Linked DNA regions of Zea mays: region 2 is linked to region 1. Evidence: chromatin contacts called from public Hi-C data. All regions are on one chromosome and are shown on one strand. The core of a region is the stretch at or near the end of the contact, and the rest is flanking DNA. Distances in the headings are between cores, read along the strand shown.

Region 1 (3,680 bases), core at 612-3,111:
ATTTCGAGCTAATCTCGAGATTCTCGTCAACAAACATAGCAAGAAATTAGGAACCCTAATTTGTTCTGCGCTTGCGTGGACCGTCCGGCCTCAGGGCCGGACCGTCCGGCACTCTTTTTAGTGCTCAACAAAGTGAACACGGTGATTTGTTTTACCGAGGTTCGGTTCTAAAGAACCTAGTCCCCGTTGAGGTGGTCACAAAGACCGGATCTCTTTCAACCCTTTCCCTCTGTCAAACGGTCACTTAGACCAAGTGAGCTTTCTTCTTTACTTCTCACGGATCACTTAGACCCCGCAAGGACCACCACACAATTGGTGTCTCTTGCCTTGCTTACAAAACACTTATGAACACGAATGAGGAAGGAAGAAAGCCAACCAAGCGACAAGAGCAACAAAGAAACATAAGAACGATCCTCTCACAAGTCCTAAAGCACTAGAATTGAATTGGGGACTTTGATTGGATCGGTGGCTTTGATTTATGTCTTGGAGTATTGCACTTTGCTCTTCTATTGAATGAGGAGTGCTGAATGATTGGATGGTTGGAGTGGTGGTGGTTGAGGGGTATTTATAGCCCTCACCCACCAAAACAATCGTTGGGGTAGGCTGTTGTCGATGCGCGCTACCGGACTATCCGGTGCGCCAGCCACGTCACCCAACCGTTAGGGTTCTGGAGCAGACGACCGTTGGAGCTTTGTCTTCATGCGGCACCGGACAGTCCGGTGTCACACCGGACAGACACTGTTCACAGTCCGGTGCCCCTCTGACTTCTGCGCTCTGACTCTGCGCGTACTGTTCACCACTGTTCGCGGAGTCAGCGGCTTTTGCAGTCGACCATTGCGCCGAAGAGCCATTGCTTCGCTGGTGCACTGGACAGTCCGGTGGCACACCAGACAGTCCGGTAAATTATAGCGGAGCAGCGCTGGAAAAACCCGAGAGTGCCGAGTTCACTCTGGTACAGACCTGGTGCACCGGACACTGTCCGGTGACACACTGGACAGTCCGGTGCGCCAGACCAGGGCAGTCTCAAGGTTCTTGCTCCTTTGAATTTGAACCCTATCTTTAATCTTCTATTGGTTTGTGTTGAACCTTTATGCACCTGTAGAACATATAATATAGAGCAAACTAGTTAGTCCAATATTTATGTTGGGCATTTCAACCACCAAATTTATTTATAGGAAAATGTTTGACCCTATTTCCCTTTCACTTTTTGTTTCTCATTAATTTCATTTCATATGGCCATTTCTTTATTCAATCAACAAGTTGCCTTGGTCACCCAAATCAAGTTCTCATATTAAAAAAACAGGTAGATGTTCTCATAAGCTTGACAGGAAATAATATGTTGGAATTGCTTAACATAAGGATGCTGTCATGTTTCATGGCATATGATGGTATTCATGGTGCACCAATATACCACTGGGCTCTGAAAGTCACGCTTTCAAGAACTTAGAGCTTATGTACATCTAGAGTTCCAAATACATTTAAACGATTAATCGAAGTCAAACAATGTACACCATAGGACTAATCATAAAAGACCTCCATGCCCCAAAAAGCAAACCTACCATTTCCTGCGGGTATAAGTTCAGCTTAAAAAAGCATGGAATCTTAGATTGTCTCCAGTATAGTGTTTTCAGAACGTTCGATTAGTCACGATTAATCGGCGATTCATCGACTGATCGCCAGTGCCGATCAAGGGTAATGACGCGATCAGGCTTGATCGTCCGATTAATTTAGAAACGATCAGCCTGGCTGGATGGATTGAAATTTCGGCCCAATGGCCCACTTCACTTGTCCAGCGACCCAGCCCAGCTTCCTTTTTTTCCAATTCCCACGTGAGCAGAAGCTGCACAAGCACAACCAAGAGCCAACATAAAGCAACGCCCAGGCATACACGACACGAACCAGGCAACCAGCTGCCGAGGGAGGAACCCTAGCGGAACAGGTGACGGCGTCGCGCTACCGGTGACGGCGTCGCGCTACCGGTGACGGGGGATACGGCGGCATCGTCCCCCTCGGCCCCTCCTCCATCCCCGGCGCGGCGGCGCCAGCAGCCGTCCTGCAGGTACGGTCTCCAGTCTCCAGAATCCAGAGCTTGTCCCTTTTTTCTGGTGTGCTCTGTAGGTATGGGCGTATAGCTGTTGGCCTGTTGCTGCCCATGTCCATGTTTGTTGGTTTTCAGTTTTACTTAGATGCTGAAAGCCTGAAACCTTCCAGTGATTATTCGCTTCATGTTGTAGTATGGCTGTCAGCCTGTTGCTGCCCATGTCCATGGGCGTATCACGTATGGCTGTTTGCCTTGTTGAAAGCCTGAACCTGAAGCCATGTCCATGGGCGTGTAGTTATATATATGAAGGTTGATCGGTTCCTATAGCCCTGGACGATCAGGATTTCTGATTGACCGATCAGAGCCCGGTTAATCGGGCTGGTCCTCGACTAATCATGAGGAGCGATCAGCCGATCTGGAAACATTGGTTTGAGCCTAGGAAGCTGCAACTCTATAATACAGGTCTCGAGCAGCCCAAAATGCACAGAACTGGGATTCACAATTTGAATGAAAGTGACAGAGTTCACAACAAAGCTATATAACTAGAAAAACCAAAGCGGCCTATAGTTTGGGACAGGGAGTGGTAGTAGTAAAAAAACTAAAAAAAAATATGTAGAAGGCACATACTCTCTGGCCATGGCAACTAAGAAAATCTCCTGCATGGTCTGCTTTCAAGTGAGATAGAGCAGACTTGAGTGCCTTCCTCACAAGGTATCTTTCTTGTTGAGATCCCTGCTGTTCTTGCATAGCAGTGGCTAGAGAAAATCAAGGATCGACAGAAAATCCACCTTCTACATATAAATTGAAGCTTTCATTGGGAAAAAAGGCCTGTGAATGACCAAAAGAGTATGCAGTGCACAGTGTGAAAACGGGATATCATTCATGGTAAGTGTGAATAGCAATATCAATACGAGCAAATGTCATGTTATCCCACTCAAGAAAAGCATTTCCTTCATCACCCAGCAAACTTCCTTTTAACTTGAAACCATAGCTTTGCCAGCCTGTGCTCATCAACACATCAAAAGAGGACTGTGATATCTGACAAGGTACAAAATCTTCAAAATACAGAACCTACAATTGTTGCAACCAACGATGGCATAAACTGTCAGCTCAGTTGAATCATGATTAACTATAATATCACTGGACACGAAAAAGAATGCATATGGCTGTTGGCCTGTTGCTGCCCATCAGCCCATGTCCATGTTTGTTGGTTTTCAGTTTTACTTAGATGTTGAAAGCCTGAATCCTTCCAGTGATTATTTGCTTCATGCTGTAGTATGGCTGTTGGCCTGTTGCTGCCCATGCCCATGGGCGTATCACGAATGGCTGTTTGCCTTGTTGAAAGCTTGAACCTGAAGCCATGTCCATGGGCGTGTAGTTATATATATGAAGGTTGATTGGTTCCTATAGCCCTGAACGATCAAGATGTCTGATTGACCGATCAGAGCCCGGTTAATCATCGGACTGGTCGTCGACTAATCGTGATTTGTCGGCTGATCGCCCCTCTGGCGATCAGGAGCGATCAGCCGATCTGAAAACATTGCTCCAGTAGAGTGTGTAAAATAGGGGATGCGGAACTGTAGTCTGTAGATGACACCGTTTAACACTGTTTGCAGAGAGAAGTTTGAAATAGGGGATG
Region 2 (3,680 bases), core at 866-3,365, 540 kb before region 1:
AGCAGCATCTTCTGAAATGAATCCCTTATAATTGTTCCTACATACCTCTTCCTAATAGGTGATCTTGAATGACTAGATCCTACAAATCAAATTTCAGGGAGTAGTTAGAAGATAGAATGGACAATGGCAAATAACTTTTATTGGCGCAAGTGTGCACAGAAAAGTGATTACCCCTATCTTCAGAACTTGCTCTCTGTCTCTTATCACGAAATGAACGACGCCTGATATCTCTTTCAGGGGAAAACCTCCCATAGGGTGAGTGTCTTCTCTCAGGCCTAACTCTAAAGTCATTATCTCTGTAATCCCTTCTCCCTATAAATCAGGAAGGTGGAAGGTTTACACAAAAATATTATGCCATCAAAGAACAAAAGTTAGATTGAGCTGCACAGATACAAGGCAACACAGAAACCCATTAAGCTTACCATAACCTTGAGCCAAATGGTTATTCAATTAGCTACAAGAATTAGAGGGTCCACAATAACACCAATACACCATAGACCATAAACACAGACGAGCCAATACAACTAATGAAAGAGTATATGCCAATACATGATTACACGTCATGATTCACCACTTAGAATAGATCCAGTACTTGTAATACCAATCATCTGAAGAAAATTTGGATGGAATCACCAAAATTAATTAGCTATCATTTCCAATCATCATGGCATAATCTGCCAAAACTCCAATAGCAGCAAATAAATTTAATTTCACTTGGTCAGATGTTATCCATATGACTGCCAAAAAAATTGTTCAAAGATGATACTTGAAGGGCAGGTAACAATAAAGCCACGGATATAGCTTTATGCATTATATTCAAATGACGTGTTTCAATTAGTTGCAAAAGCTTCTAACAGCATTATTAAGGCTCACTGACCATAGCATGAATCTCATCAAGATACAATGTATGATATCTTCCATATTATGTTCTTCTGAGGCGGGTTAAGCATTCAATTGAACATAAATGACCAATTGTCAACTGAAAAGAAGGCCAGGATAGAAATAGGATGTGTCATCCTCTGGAAGCAGTCAATCTCAAATTCTCAGTCTCAATAAATCTGCCCATGAGACACAATTGTAAAATCAAAATAATAAGCAGCAATGCCAAGATTATCTGCAATGAAATCAGGCTTGTTGATGTTTTTTTTTGTGTTCTGCAACAGCAAGCACTCAGTTTAAGTACCACCACACAGGAATCGTGGTGTATATGCACCAGAAGACAAAAAAATGAGATAACACGAACTGAGAAAAGATTCAGGTGTCAAACCATCATATTGCTATGCAATTGAAGTGTAGATTCTTCTCAACCACGAGTACAAACTATAAAGCCTCCCAGAACTGTCAGCTATTAACATCTGCATCCCCCATTTGTACATCCTCCAAGGATGCACTTGCAAGTTGTTATCATTATATAATTCTTGCAGTTGCAACTATCTTCCCTGTCTGCTAGCTCTTCTCCTGAGAACATATGATTCGGATCACATTGCCGGTTTGCTGCACCACTTTGGAGCCTCTACTCATCAACCAATCATCCCAATAACAAGATGGACAAGCAGGCAGAAGATGCATCTCTTTGAAGAAGAGCGCGCTGGTTTCTCTTGCTCGGATGAAACGTCCAAATAACTTAATCCGACAGATTGGCATGGAATCGACAACAATTTGGGTACGGCAAAACCCAGAAGCATACGGTAAGGCGATGCAAAACCTAAAACGACAAACTACGCGCAGATCGAGAATGGGAGCGAGAGGGAGAGACGGATGGAGGTGCGCGTGGTGCATACCAGGCCGAGGGCGAGGCTGGAAGGAGGCGCGAGGGGGCGGCCTCCGGAGCTCAGCCTCGCCGTGGGCGAACCCGCAGTTGGGGCGGGGGCAGCCGCCCCTGCCTCTCCATAAAGCGCACAGCTTCGTCTTGTACGCCGGGCCGCGGAAGGGAGGAGGGCCCGAGGCATCTGGGCTCCCACCTCTGTCCCTCTCCTTCATCCCCTCCCGCATGGCTCCGGAGCGCGGCGGACAGCAGCACCGCTTGCTACAGTCCAGACGGCGGCCGAGAGGATGAACCGAAGACAACGAATGACACAGGGAAAATGGGAGGGCAACAGGGAAGGCCGGAAGGGCCTATAGGCGGCCCATCCGTCCATGGAAGTCCCATTCTACCCATTAGGGTTCGTGATTCAAAATATTGTTCTAAAAATTAAAAAATTATATCATTTAAAATGTTTAAACAACTACGTATTTTAAAAAAGTAGATTACATTATTAAGAAAAAAATGTTGAGAATAATGTAGAAACAAAAATAAGACACTTGTACGTGTAGTATGTTTAGGTTACTTCATTATGTGTCATATATTTTTTATAAAAACGTAAAATATGTTTGTTGGAGCTGTGTTTTTTTTAATTGAATCCTACATTTCAAGATACGACACTAATTTAAGTCACTGTTAAAGATGCTCTCAGAAGCAAGGTAATGGGAAGGGACCGAAGGATCTTTTGGTGATAAGAAAATTGGAGATGAATGAGTAGGAAAGAATTTTATTCCCCCGTTTGGATGAGAGCAGAGGATTAAAGGAATTAAAATCATTATATTATTTAATTTTGAATAACAAAAAGATTTTAGCTTCTCAAATCGTTCGATCCCTCAAATCACAAACAAGCCTCCAATCCCTATAATTCCTTTATCTACAAAACAACCCTAGATAGACGTGGATGTGTAAAATATAATACCAAAAGTAACTATAGACGGTTTCAGCAGAGTGCATATACAAACGTGGAAAATATGATGGCCTTTCTGGTACCCTAAATCCACAAAATTGCCTCTTCTTCTCGTCTCTACTTGTGCATCCACATGCGCTCTTGTTCACACGCTCGCATTCCTTGAGAAAGCCTTAGGCCTTGTTCGTTTGTGTCGGATTGGTGGGTCGAAACAATTCCTACCCGGATTGCTTCTCTAATTTATATAAACTTTGATTAGCTGGAACGATTCCGGGTGCAATCCGATAGAAACGAACAAGCCCTTAGTTTGATTTGCTTCTTGTAACTAAAAAACAGCTTCCGGTCGCTAAAAACAATCCAAATTATCTCTCTGTCCCCATTCGAAGTGGTTTTAAAAATATTTTTTATCTTTTATTTGGTTAGAAGATTGGTGGATATATTTGATAATGTTCGTCTATTTCGATTTATGCAAAAAATTATTTGTATGGCGCGTATTTGTATCCAACAAGTAATTGGTATTTTTTTAAAAAAATAAACTTGACGGCTCAACTTTTGAGAGATCATCGACAACGATTACAACAACATTTAGAAGGAACGGTGCTAGTAAAAGCTCCTCTCTTAAACTATGTGCAACGGTATACTCTATATTTCTCTCTCTATATCCTACTCATGTGATATTTGAGTGTTCTCTCTCCTCCTATATCTATATTAGCATAATTGTACTTTGTTACGGTTGTTATATACTCACTTGGTCTTATAATATAAGGTGTAACCACTTTTTGTTCTTGTCTCATAAGCTCTCTCTATGTATATGTACATCGATGCAATGGTATATAGAGAATTAAATATATATATTTTGTATTTGAACTAGAGCTGATATGCCTTATATACTAGGACGAGGATATTGGGATATTTATTTAAATATAATTATTATCTCTACTAACTATTAAGGGCACAGTGTAGACTGCCCCC

The links. A called contact is a pair of places that touch in the nucleus more often than the background predicts.
Region 2: a Hi-C map of tassel shows a contact between it and region 1, with 4 times the contacts expected there. The contact joins the promoter of LOC100273103 here to the promoter of LOC100383604 in region 1. A contact is called at or near these places in 2 of 25 Hi-C or Micro-C datasets (ear and tassel).

The regions. Positions count from the first base shown.
Region 1 is chr6:98,854,088-98,857,767 of Zm-B73-REFERENCE-NAM-5.0, reverse strand. LOC100383604 reads left to right here and starts at 1,861. Exons shown (of 4, transcript NM_001176252.1): 1 at 1,861-2,059.
Region 2 is chr6:99,391,756-99,395,435 of Zm-B73-REFERENCE-NAM-5.0, reverse strand. LOC100273103 reads right to left here and starts at 2,115. Exons shown (of 10, transcript NM_001360206.1): 1 at 1,782-2,115; 2 at 172-312; 3 at 46-79. The coding sequence starts at 1,992.